4 separate regions of the Mus musculus genome follow, and all the other regions are linked to region 1. The links are chromatin contacts, called in public promoter capture Hi-C maps. All regions are on one chromosome and are shown on one strand. Each heading gives the region's core, a stretch centred on a gene start, on an enhancer-like site or on the middle of the called end of the contact. The rest is flanking DNA. Distances are from core to core; before and after follow the strand shown. Region 1 holds the start of Rictor (RPTOR independent companion of MTOR, complex 2). Region 2 holds the start of Sub1 (SUB1 homolog, transcriptional regulator). Region 3 holds the start of Drosha (drosha, ribonuclease type III). Region 4 holds the start of Golph3 (golgi phosphoprotein 3).

The links. Promoter capture Hi-C pulls out the DNA fragments that hold promoters and counts their contacts.
Region 2: a contact with region 1 is called in a promoter capture Hi-C map of pre-B cells, with 4 times the contacts expected there. The contact joins the promoter of Sub1 here to the promoter of Rictor in region 1.
Region 3: a contact with region 1 is called in a promoter capture Hi-C map of pre-B cells, with 4 times the contacts expected there. The contact joins the promoter of Drosha here to the promoter of Rictor in region 1. A contact is called at or near these places in 2 of 39 promoter capture datasets (liver and pre-B cells).
Region 4: a promoter capture Hi-C map of pre-B cells shows a contact between it and region 1, with 8 times the contacts expected there. The contact joins the promoter of Golph3 here to the promoter of Rictor in region 1.

The regions. Positions count from the first base shown.
Region 1 is chr15:6,706,514-6,710,809 of GRCm38.p6, reverse strand. Rictor (RPTOR independent companion of MTOR, complex 2) reads right to left here and starts at 2,429. Exons shown (of 38, transcript NM_030168.3): 1 at 2,359-2,429; 2 at 2,130-2,177. The coding sequence starts at 2,407.
Region 2 is chr15:11,993,393-11,997,599 of GRCm38.p6, reverse strand. Sub1 (SUB1 homolog, transcriptional regulator) reads left to right here and starts at 1,593. Exons shown (of 5, transcript NM_011294.3): 1 at 1,593-1,649; 2 at 3,739-3,811. The coding sequence starts at 3,740.
Region 3 is chr15:12,822,956-12,827,592 of GRCm38.p6, reverse strand. It overlaps Drosha (drosha, ribonuclease type III), which reads right to left and starts at 2,778. Exons shown (of 35, transcript NM_026799.3): 1 at 2,655-2,778; 2 at 1,426-1,528; 3 at 301-366. The coding sequence starts at 317. 6030458C11Rik (RIKEN cDNA 6030458C11 gene) reads left to right here and starts at 2,936. Exons shown (of 9, transcript NM_029998.3): 1 at 2,936-3,126; 2 at 3,887-4,032. The coding sequence starts at 3,046.
Region 4 is chr15:12,318,810-12,323,333 of GRCm38.p6, reverse strand. It overlaps Golph3 (golgi phosphoprotein 3), which reads right to left and starts at 1,838. Exons shown (of 4, transcript NM_025673.2): 1 at 1,378-1,838. The coding sequence starts at 1,602. It overlaps Gm52210 (a long non-coding RNA gene), which reads left to right and starts at 2,756. Exons shown (of 2, transcript XR_003951630.1): 1 at 2,756-3,433; 2 at 3,601-4,524.

The DNA.
Region 1 (4,296 bases), core at 1,180-3,679:
TACTGGAATCTAATCTACAAGCAGCTGCAACCCATCTGCGCCGTGGGTCTCAAATCATTACTAAAGTTCAATTCCTCGTGGACTTTCTTCATGTGTGATCCACATGCCTTCAAACAATGAAATGTTTGTTCAAGTAACACTTTCTCTAATCAACTGTCTCCCTATATATGAATCTAACTCCTAACTTTTTCCTTCTAAGCTTCCTTATGATTGAGGCCTACAGTTCTCCTGTAACCTCTCTCTGTTGTGCATTGCTTTTGCAATCAGGTCAACTGGCTGTGAATACTTATTTGCAACACTAGTACGTTTTATCCCGGCAAGCAAACATAACATTGTCTAAGCATTTTACGTAACCCTAGAAACAGCTGCTCATCACATAGCCGTTTAAGTCAAGTCTTAGAGAACTGATGATTTTCAATCGTACCCACTGATTTGTCTTCCCGAGTTCCTATTGAAGTGAGGCAAGTTTCATATAAGCTTGTATATAAGCTTTTCTACCATCCCAAATTCTGACAGCCTCCACAAAAATATATAAAGAAGATTAACAAAATCCCACATCTGAACAGGTTTATACTGTAGGTACTAGGCTCTAGTTAACCAAGAGGTATCTTCACACAGTTTCTCCGTTACCAATTAAATCAGTGGCGAACTACATGGTTAGAAAAGCACGATGCAAAATCTCAGGTCTGAATTATGATACTCAGAACCGCTGTCTGGAAAACCTACTTTGTATACATTTTTCAGGTATATATTAAGTTTACAAATTTGAAAAAAAAAAACAACTAAAGCTTGACCTTTTTTCTATAGTGTTTCTGAAAGCTGGTTAATGGTAAGAGTGTTCCAGATCACTGATGTAGTCGCCATCTCTAGGACTGACACACCACTGCACTGGATCTTTAAAGAGGTTCCCCTTTGAAAGGGCTCCTTTACTCAAAACAGCTTCCTAAACTATCAGAACCAAATGCTAAACAACAAACACGTGTTCATGAAACTAAATCAAAACTAGTCTTTCAGTCTACACAGAAGGATTCTTACAATACAAAAACCGAAACAGAACTGAATTACGCAGTCAATACAGAGATGGGTCCCCCAAATCCCACATCCACCAAATAACTTTATACGACGGTCACTACATACAGGGTGGGTGGGGGAACCAAATTCATGTCGTATATACAATGTTTACGACTGTTCTTGTCTTGTTTTAACGTCCTAAGGTGTTTCACGGATCTCAAAAAGTGATTCCGTAACAGCAGAACTAGTTAAGTTACACTCCACTCCAGCGCTGTGGAGTCGGACCGTCCGGAATCTGTAGACCCAACTCCTGTTTAAGGAGGCAGAGAACGGACTGATGCTTCGGCGAGATACTGGGAGATGAAACACCAGCCCGGGGGCCGGTGACCGAAGCAAGAAAATACCGATCGTTCGCCGGGTGCGGTTCTTAAAAACAAAACACACGCGGGGCTCGCCCTGCTGGGAAAGGTGTAAACAAACCCAGCTCTCCTCCACTGCAGCCACAAGGTACACAATGAAGCGGCGGCCGAGTGAGGGGGCGGGCGGTCTCCAGCCAACTACAGCCCCAGCGGGCCCGGGAGACGGGAAGCGAGCAGCAGGGAGCTGCGGCGTGAACCAGACACTTAGCAGTCATCACGGGCTCTCCGGGTTCTCAAAAAGCTGCGGGGACCCCCCCCACCCCACCCAAGAGGATCCCACGGGCAGGGAAGAGCAGTCCCGCAGTGAGCAAGAAGCCGGCAGGGTCCAGCATCTGCTCTTGGGGGGAACGGGGAGGGCAGGATGTGGTCGCTCTTCCCACAAACATCCTCCAGCAACCTAAATAACAACCTCTACCTTGCTCCCCCACCCACCCCGTCCAAGGCCGCCCCCGGGATCCGGAGGTGGGGGGACCCGGGAGCGGACGGAGGGGGGACACACACGCGACCGAGCCGGCCGGGGAGCTCCGCAGCCGCCCGAGGCCCCGGAGCGGGCTCAGCCCCCCGGGCAACCCGGGCCACCCGGGCGCGGGGCAGGGGGATGGGCGCGGGCTCGGCCCCTCGCTGCCCCGCGCGGCTCGCCTGCCAGCCCGCCCGCCCGGCTGCCCGCGCCTCCCCGGCGGCCGCGGCGGCCCGCGTTACCTCGGGTCAGATCGAGCGGGACGTTCTCCTCGCCGCTGTCATTCCGCCCTGTGCGAGACAAGACACACAACCCCAGTTAGAATCCATCGCAGGCCGGCGGCGCCCGACGCCCCGCTCGTCTTCCCCGTCCAACCTCACCCCACCCCATCCCCAGGCCCGGAGCAAAGCCGAGCGCCGCGACCCGTGACCCGCACCGGGTGAGGCGAGCGAGGGCGGCGAGCGGGCTTACCTCGTATTCGGAGGTTCTTCAGAGAGCGGCCGCGGCCGATCGCCGCCATATTGACGGGTTTCAGTCACAACACCGGAAACCTCGCCCGATCGCGCGAGAACCCCCTTCCCCTCCCCGCGCGCCGTTCCCGCCCCCTCCGCCCCCCTCCCGCGGCAGCGCCCCCGCCCCTCGGCACGGAGGCTCGCCCGCGGGCGCCGAGCAACGCGCCGCCGCCTGTGCCGACCCGCATTGGGCGGTGGGATGCGACCCCCGGCGGGGGGACACGGGCAGGGCGTCGGGGCGCAGGCGTGGTGGGAGGCGCAGTTCCCACGGGGGGGGGGGGCGCCCATTGATGTGGCCCGGGACTCTGGGCGCGCGCGCGGCGGAGGTCGGGATGCGGGCGGGCCACCTGCTGGCCCGCCCCGCCGCACTCCCCGCGTGGCTTTAAAGCCCGTTTCCTTACTCATCGGCTAAAATTGTTACCATTATTTTTATTATTATTATTAAAAGAGAGGGTGGGGTCCGGGAAAAAGGCGCGCGGCGCACAGTTAGGAATGTCGCTTTGATCCTTTTCCCAGAACCGCGGCGCCCCGAGTGAACACGTAACAAAGTTTGTTTTCCACCCACGCTCTGACCATTGAGCTAAGCGGCTTCGCGCTTGATCACAGGCAAAGCCGCTCGCCGCCGCCGCCGAGAGCTGGGCGGCAGGGCGGAGGTTTGCTTTCGGTCCGCCGGGCATCCGACGTGCAAGGAGTGCAGAAAGCGGGCGTGCAGGGCGCTCGCCCGAGCGCGGGACTCTTTCCCCGGCGCGCGCCAGCGCCTGGAGGCCCGGGACAGGGTTTCCTCTCCCGGAGCCCGGGGAGGAGGCTGGGCGCCTCGTCCTGGCTTTCTGTTACTCCTACATCACTGGCTGATGCCGATGTCGAGGATCGATGTTTTTAATGCGGACTAGTCACAAGGATTAGTTTACGGGTTTCTAGAAGCGGGTTAGTACGCACTCATTTGGCCCTTAACCCAGCAACTCTCTTAAGCTAGATTACTTTAATGAGAGGATATTTTGTCTCCTCCTATTCCTCACCTCTCTCTTCCAGACTTAAAAGTCCAAAGTGGAGATCTTGCCTTAACCACTTAGTTTTTAGTACAGACGTCAAAAACGAGTATCTGTTAGTGTAAACCTTCAGCTCCTTTTGTTCTAATAATGTTCTAAATAATAATAATGTTCTCACTAAAAAAAAAAAAAAAAAAGCAAACCAAAACCTCTCTAAAATCAAAAAGAAAAATAAAAAAATATTAGAAAGACTCTCCGTGTTAATAATAGTGAGCAATTGTAGACTTGAAAGCCCAAAGGTAGAAATTATGCAAATGTAATTTAAAATGACTTTGTTGATCCAGTATATTAACAGAGTGGTATTAAGTAAGCAATTACAGATTTCCTTTACTCATAAATGCTTGAAATACATATAAAATTCAAATGGTTCATTATAAAATACTTTTACAAGCATTATATAAGGAAAAAAATCCAAGATGTGTATCTGAATGTAAACTACTATTCCCCTTTCAATTGTGGGATCATGCCTGCATATTTTCTTCTTGCTTGGTCACCTACAACCAATAGTTGTGGTTGGACTTTTAACCAATAGTCGATCTATGACAGTTGTAGAAGCAACAAAAGTTTTTAAAAGAAAAATAAAGAAACACCAGGAAAATAAACTTGAATTGCTGCTCTCTTGGGGTACTACCCCATATCTCAGGATGAAGTCTGCATTCTGGCATCTGCTGCCCTGTTGCACTTAGCTTTAAGGATCTAACACAATTACAGTGCTTTAAAGAAATATTCCCTGACACTATCAGCACAAGCCTTGATAAACAACAAAATTGCTTCCTTTTTATATAGCTTCCAAGTCTCTATGGAAGTTATTTATTCTATTTCCTGCCTTAGATGAAGACCACAAAGCTGGA
Region 2 (4,207 bases), core at 344-2,843, 5.3 Mb before region 1:
AAGGGTTTATTCGGCTTACACTTCCTTGCTGCTGTTCATCACCAAAGGAAGTCAGGGCTGGAACTCAAGCAGGCCAGGAAGCAGGAGCTGATGCAGAGGCCATGGAGGGATGTTCTTTACTGGCTTGCATCTCCTGGCTTGCTCAGCCTACTCTCTTATAGAACCAAGACTACCAGTCCAGAGATTGTCCCACCCACAAGGGGCCTTTCCCCCTTGATCACTAATTGAGAAAATGCCTTACAGTTGGATCTCATGGAGGCATTTCCTCAACTGAAGCTCCTTTCTCTGTGATAACTCCAGCTGTGTCAAGTTGACACAAAACTAGCCAGTACACCCTTGTTTAGAGCTTCATACACAAAGACTCCTCTCTCACTTTATTTTGATGACGGTGTTGCTCTAGTTGGACTCCCGCATTCAGTAGGGATGCGCTGGGGCACTTCCCTACTACCCTTAGTAGGTAGTAGTTCCATTCAATACAAGGTTTGAATCACTTATTAATTTTTGCAGCTGTTAAATGTGAAGACAACGATCATTTCAACTCTTGAACCTGTTAGGATGATCACTATCTGTCAAATGCTGTATGTAAACCTTTGTGATGAACAGAACTCTGTTTGTTGTTGGCTACAGGAGGAAACCATCCAGTACACATTCTAAGCCACCTGCTTGTGGTTATTTGTGATGGTGGAGTGGATTTCCTCCGCGAGACTTTGGATCCGTGTTTAGACAAAGGTATGGCGATTCAGTATGCCTCCCGGTTTCTGTCTCCAGTACTTAGCTCCTGTATTCTAGGCTGGTAGTGAGGCGGAACACCAAGTCCATGGTAACCTGCAGAGGAGGATGCTGCGGAAAGGGAACACAAAAGGGGCCAGGGAAAAATGTAGCCCCCAAAGGACACATCCTTACTTTTCACCACCTCGTAATAATGCTGTCATATTATGACTATCAGAGCATTAATTCACTGATTAAGGCACAGCTCTCAGGATCCAGGCTCTTCTGAAAAGGTCATCAGTTGAAAACCAGATCCCCAATGAATGAGCCCACAGGGAGATTTTATATTCAAACCACAATTACTTTGGAGCCCCAGAACTCCATTTTAAGAATAAAGGTTTCGTGGCTAAGGACATTTGTAAGATTTCTTTGACTTTCTGAATTAAATAGTGCGCCTCGCAGGCTTGCTTCCTTTGGATTTTAGCAGCATGAGTCAGATCTTAAAGGTAGAAACGGAAAATCATCTGTAGGCAAGTGGGTCAGCACATTGTTTTTTCTCAGAGTAGCTCCCATCATTTCAGTACAGCATTTATAGAGCGGTACCATATACAAGCTATTTGCAAGCGCAAAGCTCCGTGGATCTTGTCATTTATGTTTCATTGACATCTCATTCTCCTTCAGATCAGGCCCAAGCTGCGTGGCATCTCACTGTGGTGCCATCTCCCTCTTTCAGGAGCATTTACTTCAGTATCTGTGGCGGCCCCTTTAAGGCCCTGGAAAGGGCCGGCTGGCGGTTGGGCGGCGAGGCCACGCCCCCTTCACGTGGCCTTCGTGCCATTGGGCGGAGCCAGGGCCTCTAAGCTGCCGTCATTTCCGGCTCTCTGTCAGTCCGGAGTAGGCGAGCGAGCGAGGCAGAGGTTTTTGGTCGGCCGGAGCGGAGCGTGAGTGCGTGGGACCCCGGGCCCATTCCTCGGGGCTGCGGCCAGGCCGACCCCAGGCTACCGCGGCCCCCTTCGCTCTCCTTGCCGGTGGGGAGAAAAACGGCAGCTCGGGGGAAGGGCCTCCGCTCTTGCCCGCGTCCCCGCGGGGCCTCGTGTGGCGGCCGCTCTGGGGAGCCGAGCCGAGGCGGTGGGCGCGGGCAGGCAGGCGAACGGCGGGTGATGGCCGCGCGCCCCTCGGACTGGGTGATGGGGCTCCGGGCGGAGGCGCTAGCGGTCTGCCCTGAGGCTGCGCTCGCCCACCCCTGTCCGGACCACCGTGCTCGGGAAGCCATCCCTTCCCCACCCTCGGGGGACGCTGGCCCCGCGGGGTCGAGGGGCGGGGGGCGCGCTCGGCAAACATGGCTGGGCTCCGGGGCGAGGAGAAAATGGCGCTGGCGCAAGGCCCTCCTCTTGTGCACGCTCTCGACGCCCCACGCCCCCTTCCTGAGGCCGGCAGTAGCCCCAGCCCTCGCCTCGGGGCTTTCGGGAGCTTCCTGGCCGCGACCCCCACGGTGCCACGCGCCGGCTCGCCCTCGAGAGCCTCGCACTCTGGGATGTTTTCAGTATTCCCCAGCCCCGGGCACCGACTGGTCGGTCTATAAACTACGGTCACCCCTTTTAGTTACCTTTTGCTCGAATTACGAAGCCCCCCGCCCCCCGGCCTCCAAGAAACCACCCCAGTAAAGCCTCATTAAAGTTAAAAGTCCAAGTGTAGGGAACGGGGCTGGCTTTAGTTCCCAGTAACAAACATTGTTTTCTTATTGGGTAGATTTAGGTTAGATAATGACGTGGTTCTTTGAAGTAATTTTAGTTCCCCAGACAGCTTTTCGTAATGGGAGATAGATATGGCTGGCTGTTTGCAAGCGAAAGATTTGTTTATGTGCAATTCCCTCTCAAAAAACAGGCTTTGTGTAGTTGTGTGACCGAGCTAGCTTGGGAAACTTGATTTTGGAGGTCGGGTTGTGAAATGGAGCAGTAAGAGGAAAAGCGAAGGGACTGGTTAGGAGCCTTCTCCCTCCTGAGTTTAGGTATTACCTCTAACGGACTGGCCAGTTGTGTAGAGTCGTGGGCAGGATTTGGGTAGCTCACTTTTGCCTTGACCTCCTATTTTGCACATTGAATGCCAGTTTGGTCTTTAGAGAGCTGGGTTATAATTTTTTTGATGTAGGAGGTAGGAATTGATGTATCTTTCTTGAGCATTTACAGAATCTTGTGTTTTTTAGGACCTTTAAGCCATGTAGAAGTTAGTAAGTTTATTTAGATGGAGAGAGCAGAAGATAGTTTGGTAAATAGCTTTTGCTACCTGGTTTTACCATTTGGTGTAAGTATCTTGAAAAGTAGTTAGGACCTGCCTAAGGACTTCTTGAAATGTGGGTTAGACGAGTTGTCTGCCCTTTGTTTTATGCAGTAAATAAACAGCAGGCTCTGCACTGTGTGCCTGTCTGGTGAGTTTTGCCTTGCACATAAAGCCTTCACATTTTATATATTTCCCTAAGTAGAAAATCAGTGCAAAATTATTGTGAATTGTGTATAACATTGTGAACTCCGATTGTTGCCTGTTGTTTTGATAGTGTGGCCACAAAGTAAAAACTAGTGTATACAGAACATGTAAAAGATGATTTATAAGGGCAAAATTAATTAGGTATTATGCTTACATGGGCAAGCTGTTTATGTTGGAGCTGGTCCCCTCAATGTGAGTGGAATTATGTACATTTCTCTTGATTTTACGGTCATTATTCTCAGCTGCTTTCTTGTAGTCTACCCACAAACTTTATAACCTGTCTAAAAATCAGTTGTTAAAAAGGCCCATTGACTTTGAGAAGGGTGAAGGAATGTGCACATGGCTTTTATTTCTTTTTTCTGACTGGGTTCAGAATAATTGGCTGTGCTTGTTGTTTGCAATTTAGACATGTGTTCTGTGTAACGACTCCAGTACCACAAAAAGGCAGAATGAGCTGTGGAAGTTAATTTTTTCTTTTGGTCTGGGAGAGCTAAGATGAAGGTACTAAAACACCTTGTAAATTATTCATGTGATGTCTTTTTCTTTCAGAATGCCTAAATCAAAGGAACTTGTTTCTTCAAGCTCTTCAGGCAGTGATTCGGACAGCGAAGTTGAAAAAAAGGTAACTTTTACTCTACCAAGTTCTTTTATAGAACAAAATGTATGGTGCATTAATTGCTCTATAATGCTGACATTGAGTTTTGAAGGGAAAGGCCTGTCAGTCTTTTAAAGTAGGTTTTGCTATGCATCCTAGACTTCTCCAAACACCTGGGATTTCCCTGGGGGGTGGGGGTGGGTGGGACGCTGGGATGGTGTTACCAATGCTGGGCTCAGAATGTGAGAGAATCTACAAGGGTAATTTTGTAAAGATAAATGACTGATGGATTCCTTGAGTAGAATATTAGATTCTAGTCTCATCTGCAGGACTTACATCAGATTTAAGAGGTCTTTGTGTTGTACTTGGGGTTCAGCCTGGCAGCCCAGTGCATCCTAGGCAAGTACTTGCTATATCTTTAGC
Region 3 (4,637 bases), core at 1,529-4,028, 6.1 Mb before region 1:
GGTCCTGCAAGCATCACAGTTCAACAATCATTAGGTAAGTCTACCTTCAACACTGACGTGCCATCAAGAACTGCAAGCTCATGGGGGTTGGGGGAGGGGGCTCTAGGATGTTTCTTTGACTCTTCTGGTCTGGTTCCTAGCTGTACTCACAAATCTCTGAACAAGTTATGACCACAGATAACAGAATGAACTCAGTCCCTGCCCTTCCCCTGTATCTGAACCTTTCCCACCCTCTCTGGCGCACTACCTTCCCTCTCTTCTCTAGGCTCTCGAAACTGCCATTCCTAGAATACCACTTACCACGTATTGCCTTGCATCTCGATGCGTCCTGTAGAAAGGCTACATCTTCCGCTCACGATGTAGGTTCTACAAGACAGAAAAGGTTTAAACACATTTCTAAAACTGCCAGTGCTAAAAATGAGAGGAGGGGGCGTTTTTGTTTACAAAATTTATAAAACTACCTTATCAGTAATTTTAGCCTATTCACAAAATCAGGATTTGTATTCACAAAATACTGAGCTATTGTCCATTTTCCAAGCAAACTGCCTGCTGTCCTTATTAGCTGGACAGTTGTGCTAGCCCAAAACTATCCATTGCTAAGATGACCAAAAGCAGCCACCTCCAGTCTCTGGTTTAGTAAAAGACTTAAGGAAAGACGTCCTCCATCCTCCACAGACAAATTTCCCTTCACTGTAGAGCTAGGATCAAACCAACACACACACACACACAGAAAAATCCCAGTGAAACCTGAATTCAATTTCAAATACAGCCACAACCTGACTAACCAACAGTGACCATTCTTCATTCTTTACTTTGTTCTCAGTTCTTCCCACAGAACATTGTAAACACAAATGAACTTCCACAAAGTGCTTTCTCTCTCTCTCTCTCTCTCTCTCTCTCTCTCACACACACACACACACACACACACACACACACATTGGGCTATCCCAACACTGCAGAGGCAGAAACAAGCAGGCAGCCTGGTCTACAGAACTAAAATTCCAGGACAGCCAAGGCCCAATAAAAAACAGCTACCAAATAATAAGATAAATGGTTGCTCCTCAATCCAATACTCTCATGATTAAACTTGGGACTCAAAGAGCTACTGCTGGTACCACAGGCTACTCACAGTATTGAGTACAAACACCACGCTTGGCATTGGAGGCCCTACAGAACCTGAACCCAACTTTCCCAGGCTTATCACCTGATTTCTTTCTCCAAAGCCCCTCTTAGCCCATACTTTCCAGGTCAGTTAGCATAGCAAGCACTAACAGGAAACGTCTTTGCTTCTGCTCTCCCTTACTTGGCCAGTGAATTCCTACCGATCCACTAACCTCTTGTGAAGAACTGACTTCCCTTGGGAACGCAAGCTCACTCCTAGATTGCTACTGCTTAGTGTAGACTCACTTCTTTTACGGAGCTTACCAGAATCTGCCGTCTGTGACAGTCGTGTGTGCCCATGTTGAACTCCTCCGGCATGTCCGTGAATCAAGGGTTCATTCAGTCATTCCTGCAGGATTCACAGTCTCTGCACACAGTAAACCGCAGGCAAGTTTGACTCTCCCTCATTGTGCATGCCTCTAAGTCACTACAATTCCCTTCCACCGCTCCCCACAAATACGCGTTTTCAAAACCACCTGGGAGGTATACATTCACCGATTCCATCACTTACTGAGCCAGCACACGTGAGACGCTTTCCCAAGCTCTGTAGGCTCAAAGATTATAAGGCACACAAGCCTGCAGAGTTCAAGGATCGCAAAACCCATATACAAATGTTTATATAATAACAACAGTAATACGATGTCCCGAACACTATAAAAAGAAAAACGCGATGTGATAAATACAATAAAGTAAGGATGTAGAGAGTCCTGGAGAATAAAAAGGACTCTACTGAAGCTAGAGGTGGACAACAGTCAGGGAATTAACACCTCTCCACAGTGAGAAAACGGCACACTCCGTTAGAGAAGCTAGACAAAGGCCCTGGCAGTGGTGGCGCACGCCTTTAAACCCAGAACTTGGGAGGCAGAGGCAGGCGGATTTCTGAGTTCGAGGCCAGCCTGGTCTACACGGTGAGTTCTAGGACAGCCAGGGCTACACAGAGAAACCCTGTTTCAACACACACTCCCCTCCAAAAATAAAAGCTAGATACTGTACCACTGTACTATGGATGCGAAGTTCAAATCAATGAATTTAATGCAAGTGGGAAATACCTATTCTTGGGATGCCCTTTGAAAGCAGGGAAACCGAGGGCGCGATTCTGAACAGTTTACTCGTCCAGGACCGACGACACACAAGACTTGCAAGGTGTGCCTTTAAGTCACTGAAAACCCCGCACTTTCCCCAGGTTCAACCTGCAGCCCGGCCTCCTGCTGGATGAAGAGCACGTTGGCTGGTTTGCATCTCCCGCCAGCCTGCGAGGTTAAGTACGGGACTCCGGGACTCGCCTCCCCCCGCAAGCCGGGCGGCCCCGCGCCTGGACCACGGCTCGCGCTTCGCAAATAGATGAAAGGCTTCCTATCTACGGGATCTGTACCGGGTCGCTCTTTTCCCCCTGGCCGCAGAGCTGCCCCGAAGCCACCCAGACCCAACTCCCAGGATCGTTTAGGTCGATACTCGTTCTCTGAAAACCCATCAGGCGCCCCCCGTCTACCTACAGAGAGTCCCGGGGTCGCCGCCATCAAAGCCCAGCCTGGTTACTATAACACCCTCCACGGCTGAGGCGCCACCCACGCCTCCGGAACAGGAAGCCCCGGGAATTAAAAGGCAAACCGGAGAAATCCGGACCTGGGGAGGGAAAACTCTCCGGAGCGCGTCGCAGCACCTTTTGCACCGTGATTGGCGGATCAGCGAGAGTGACGGACGTATAGACCAATCGACATTGTCTACAGGTCTCACACTCGCCCTTCCACCGTGTCGTCCTCCAATCCGGAAGCGCAACCGGGTGAGCGCGCGTTTCCGCCGCGATCGTGCCTTGGGGGCGCGCGGCTTCGGGCAGCCGGGCTCCTCTCCCGCGTGTCCCGCGGCCTCCCTGAGACGCGCGGAGACATGAGTGACACCGGAGGCGACCGCGCGCGACTCAGGCGCTACACCAAGCTCCCGGTGTGGGTGGTGGAGGATCACCAGGAGGTGAGCGGGCGACACAAGCCACGGAGCCCTGGCAGGAGGGATTCGAACCCTAGCAGCCTGCAGAGGCTTGACCAGCACCTAACGCTGGCTGCAGCCTGTCCCCCACCACCACCAACGTCATCATCCCACGGTTTAACGAGAGGGTTAGCCAGGACCTGAGGGACCATAATCGTAGCTCGTGTCATATGAAGAGGAAAGCCTTCAGCGCTTATTAATGTACAACATGGCAGTGCAGTCGTAAAGTGGGTAGACTTCTGGAAGACGACCTAGCAAGTCTGGATTTGTTTATAGGACCCCTGGAGGGTCTCTGGATATAAAACAAAAGGGATCAAGAGTGAAGCTCTGCGATACACCCCTTCCCCCAGGAAAAGTGGGTTATTTACTGATGGAGAAAGTTAAAGGAGGAAAGAAAGAAGATCTCTGAGACAAACCCAACTTTGGGTTACTCTGTGCTTTTTAATTTGTTGGTAAACTTGGATGTATAGCATGTAGGAGGAAAAAGTCATCTAGTCCCACTTCACCATCCTAAAGGGACAGAAAATGCCCTAAAACTTAGAGTACCTGGAACACAGTTTAATGCTAGAGTGAGTGGTTGGAGATTATCATCAGAAACCATCTATGGTAAAGCTTTTTTTTTTTTTTTTTTTTTTTTTTTAATGTTCCCATGTTTGACCACTTGATGCACTTCAGGTTGGTGCAGTTTCTTGTTTTGTCTGCACTTGACAGTGTGCAGTTCTCACTGTGTGTGTCTGTATTACAGGTTCTGCCTTTCATATACCGGGCCATAGGTTCGAAGCATCTTCCTGACAGTAATATAAGTTTCTTACATTTGGACTCCCACCCAGACCTCCTTATCCCTGTGAACATGCCAGCAGACACTGTGTTTGATAAGGAAGCACTCTTTGGGTAATGTGACTTTTTTTTTAGTCATATTTTATGTATTTGAAATACAACATATAGCAGATGATAAACAAGAGATTTTGCTACACTCACATTTGCATTTTTTGTTTGTTTGCTTGCCTTTTAAATTTTTATTTAGAACATTTTTTTTTCTACCCACTAAAAGAGCCAAATAGGGATCAGGTGCGATGGCTGATCCCTGTGATCCCAGCCCTTGGAACGCTGAGGCAGGAGAATTACAGTTTGAGGAGAGCCAGGGCTACATTGAAGCCTATTTATGGTTAAGTGTTGTCAAGATGCTTGGCAGAGTCTAGAATTATCTGAGAAGTCGGTTGCAGGGCTTGCCTGTGGAGGATTATCTTGATTGGATTAATAGAGACCACTCCCTTGTGACCACCACTTGTGAGTTTTTGGGTCCATTCTTTTTCAAACCCCCACACATTCCTACCCTTGATAACTAATATCTTAGTGTACTGGTGGGTTTTGTGTGTCAACTTGACACAGGCTAGAGTTATCACAGAGAAAGGAGCTTCAGTTGAGGAAATGCCTCCATGAGATCCAGCTGTAAGGCATTTTCTCAATTAGTGATCAAGGGGGAAAGGCCCCTTGTG
Region 4 (4,524 bases), core at 589-3,088, 5.6 Mb before region 1:
AAATCTAATTACTTCCTAAGTGAATGCTCTCTAAAATCGCATTGCCACACACTAACATCTAGCTTTTCACTCCACAACTAAAAATGAAACACACACCACCGCATTCCTCATAATAACTGTAATTAAACAGGTACTGTGCCCCTTTCACAGCCTGAGGGCCATTAAGTGTCTTCAAGCTGAATGGTATTAAGGCATCAAGAAGCACTTCCCTGGGTAGTATCTAATATCCGGGAACCACAAACAGTCCCTGGAAAAACTCAGCTCTCTACCGCTGCTAAGTCTGAGGAACTAAAAAACTGTTTTATAGGATGAACTGAGTTTTGTTCTGGTTTGTTTCTTGTCCTCCTTCCTGAATTCTGAAAACGTATTTAAAAACAAGATCCAATACCTTTCTGTCTGACTCTCAAAATGTGTTGTCTAGAGTTTCCACACTGAAACGAAACAAACTTCCGGGCCACCTCATCATACATGATTTATGAAACATCCAATCCTGCAAGTCTGCCCTTAAAAATAATCATCTTTAGAGATGGATGGGTATTAATAAAATCAATCAAACATTAACTACAGAATCCAGACATTTAAAAGACGGACACTTGCACTTTTTCAACTTATATGTGTGAAATTCCTAAATATCTGGGGTGACCTTTCCAAACGTCAGAACACAACTTAAGCCTACCTAAATCTTTGCAGTCTTTCATCAAAGCGCAAACTTGGTATTCCTCCCAGCTCTTCACAAGCCCTCCCTTAAAATGGCAAAACGGAAAGGACGACAGCAGATCTAACCGCAAAACTAACTCATCGCTCGCTCAAACCAAGTTCATCCAAAAAGTAACTTCCTAGGTTTTATATCAACTTAGTATTGACTTTTTAAAACAATACCCAGTAAAAACAACTTTGCTAATTTCTTAACCGCGCGCCGCAACTCAAGTTTTACATAAGAAAGAGGGCCGACAGCAAGTAGATCCGCGAACCTCTCCCGGGTCTTAAAACCTGCAAAAACTCAATACTTGGGAGCCGCGGTAGCCCCGAGTCTTTAGATCTCAACAGTCTTGGGTTGGAGTTGCCATTATTTGCGGCAGACGGCGAAGAAGAAGAAACGCAAAGATCGCCAAGACTTCGGAACTAAGAGTGCTTGTGAGCAGAGGACGGGAAAACCCAAGCGAGCACTTGGTACCGGGAGGATCGGGAGCACTCGGAGCGCAGCCGGAGAGGGCTGACTCCCACACTCCTTGGGACGAGAGGGCGCTCAGGGGCGCGGGGCTCCGGAAGCAGGGACAGGTGAGGCCTCGGCCAGCGCCCACCCGGGCCCCACCTGGAGCCACCCGGGTCCCGCTGCCACCCCGGCTGCCACCCCGGCCGGGGCCGCGGCGCCCGCACCTCTCGGTCCTTGAGGCCCAGCAGGAGCACCTCCTCCATCAGGGTCAGCCGCGTTTCCTTGGAGTCGCCCTTGTCGTCGTCGTCCTGCTCGTCGCGGCGGCTCTGCGCCTCGTCCTCGCCGCTGCCGCCGCCGCCTCCCGCCGCCCGCTCCTTGTCGGCAGCGTTCCGGGAGGCCTCGGTGCGCCGCTGCACCAGGCCCGAGCTCCGCTGGGTCAGCGAGGTCATGGCTCCCGCACAAGAGCCGCGCCGGACCGACAGGGACGCGGGACCGGCCGGCTCTCCCTCACGGCCCCGGCCCCGGGAGCTTCCGTGTTAATTCTTGGAGCTGGGGCGATGTCCGTGGGCTGCGGGGCCGAAGGCGGTCATGAGGAGCCGGAGCTGGGCGAAGCCGGCGGGCCGGGCGTCGATGGGGTACACAAGGGAGCCTTCAGCCCGCGGCTGTGGCCCCCCACACAGCCCAGGAGCCCGAGCGGAGGCGGCGGCGGCGGTGGCGCTTCCCAATATGGCGGCGCGCGCTGACGTCACCGGAGGATGTGGCAGCGCCGGCGCGGGGCGGGGCCGGGGTGCCGGAAGCGGCGCGAGCGGGGGGCGTGGCTAGCCGCCTCCCACTTCGGCGGACACTTGAGCTTCTGGACTCGCTAGTGGCCCTGAGTCTGGAGACGAAAGGTTTGCGATCGGTGACCTGCCCGGCTTTCATCCGCCTCTCAGTTCACTCTAAAGGTCCGGCCTGGCGCCAGCGACCAGTGAGATCTCTCCTGGATCCCAGAAGCCGAGGCCAGGCTAGGGCGGACCCCACTGAGACCTCAGCATCCCTGGGGATCAGCCACTATAGCCCGGGTCCTCACTACCTACGGGGAGGACTTGGCTCTTCGCCTGTGAAACTCCCGAGTTTCAAAAGGAGTCATCTACACTCGGGCGTTTAAAGCTGTTCATGTACTGTGCTCTGGCGTAGAGAGGTTAAACAAATTGACGAATTGTGTTTGTAAAACTTTCCTACCTCCGACTGCGGCTGTAAAGTGGTCAGGGCGCACTGTACTGTTAGGACAGCCGACCTTAGGATTCTTTTATAGCGACAGTAAACCTCTTGAGTTTCATGCCACGTCTTTGTAGCCCTAAATCTATTTTCGATGTAATTACTAGGTTCAATCCCTTTGGCAGTTTGTGCAAATCAAGTTAAAGGAAAAACTGCCAAACCTGAGAAGGGTTTGGAGAAGTAGAAGGGCGGGTCTTATGAGAAAACATTATCCAAAAACGGTATCGTAGGTCTGTCCAGTATTATTTAAAATAAACAGTAACCATACGCAGTGAGTAAGCCAGGTTTAGACAGAATATTCCCCGCGCCCAAATACGTTGTCTCAACTCCTACGGGGACAGTAAGTCCCAGTAGGTCCTCCCACCCACAGCCCCAAGCTACCTTCCCTTTTTCCTGAAAAAAAAAAAAAAAAAAAAATGTGTCCTCAGCCAGTTTCTCCCATTCACGTCACCTTTTTGTTCCTTCACCTTTCTGGTCATTCTTTGCCAACTGACTTTAAATGTCCTTTGTAAATTAAATGGTTATTTAACTCAGAAGGTTAAATCCAAAAAGCACAAAGCTGTGCGTACAGGCTCTGCCTGTTCGGCTAGTTGCTCCTGTCCCTGCGGAGATTTTTTTTTTTTTTTAAATGGGGTAAGATGTGAAGCTTCGTTGGGGAGGTAGTCAGTGGGCACAGTACTTGAGGACAAATTAGAAACTGGCATCTGGGAGGCAGAGGCAGATTCCTGGAGGCTTCCTTGCCAGTGAGCCTCGCCACATGGGCAAGCAAATGGGTAAGTGCCTAGGTCCCAATAAGAAGCCTTGCCTCAGAAACAGTGTGAGGGCCCAGCGAATGGCTCAGTGGGTCAACAGCTTGCTGAGCTAGCGTGAGGACCAAAGTTCAAATCCCAGCACTCATGAGCACCAAGTACATTCCTGTAATAGCAGCCTTAGGAAGCTAAGAAAGACAGATCCTGGAAGCCTGTGAAACAGTTAAAGAGGATGCCTGAGGTCAACGTCTGGCCTCTACAAGTTCATGAACAGGTAAGAACAGCAGACATAAAACACACACTAGATAGATAGATAGATAGATAGATAGATAGATAGATAGATAGATAGATAGATAGATGAGATAGGAGCAGTACCTAAGGAATGATCACAATTTGTTATTTGCTTTGGTTTTGAGGGCTTTTTGTTTGTTTGTTTTTTAGTTTTGGAAACAGGGTTTATCCTGCCTCTGCCACAAGCTGGGACTAAAGGCGAGCACCAGCAGCACCCAGCTGCAGTTGTTTTAAATGTGAATCCTCATCACCTTCACCTTGAATGTGGCTTAAACTTCCAGCGGTAGACATCTTGATTCCCACCCCCACCCCCCACTCCACCCCCATCCATATCTGGTTCTATCTATTCACTTGCCGGTACGTGATTTTTCCAATTCAAATTTTATAATAATTTTGCTTCTTTTTATTTTCCTGTTTTCCTGTTATTTCTCCATTAATTTTTCCATGTAGATAATACACCTCTCTTTCTCTCCCCCGCCCCCCACCCTTTTCTCTGCCCTCGTGCCATCTGTCTGCATGTCTACATACCCACTTGCCTGCCTCTTCTGCTTTCCCAGGCTCTCACTCCACTCTCTTCCCTGAATATCTTTCACACCAGGTCTGTGTGGTGGAATTTCTCAGGGGCACCCTTTTACATGGGTCTGCCAAAGGCACCCTCCTCACCAATTAGATTTCCTAACATACCCAGTAAGAGAAAAGAAAGGAAAAGGAGAGGAAAGGAAAAAGAAAAGCAGGAAGGAAAAGGAGGAGCAAGGAGAGGAAGATTTAAGAAACAAATATTCCTAGGGGTAGCTGGTCCCACCCCTCGCTGGCTGCAGCATTGGGGAGGACAGACAGGAGCTCACGGGGGTAACGTGGTAGAGCTGGCCCTGGTGGTGTGGGCACAGGAGAGCTGGCCCCAATGGCATGAACTCAGGAGAGCCAAGCCTGACCCTTGACTGCTACTGTAGGCAGGAGAGCTGTCCCTACCTTTCATCTGGGCAAAGCAGGGAAGCTGGCTATGGTGGTACAATACAGGTTGCAGGAAAGAGGGTGGGCTGACCAACTCGGCTGCCATCCAGGCTGATCCAGGGC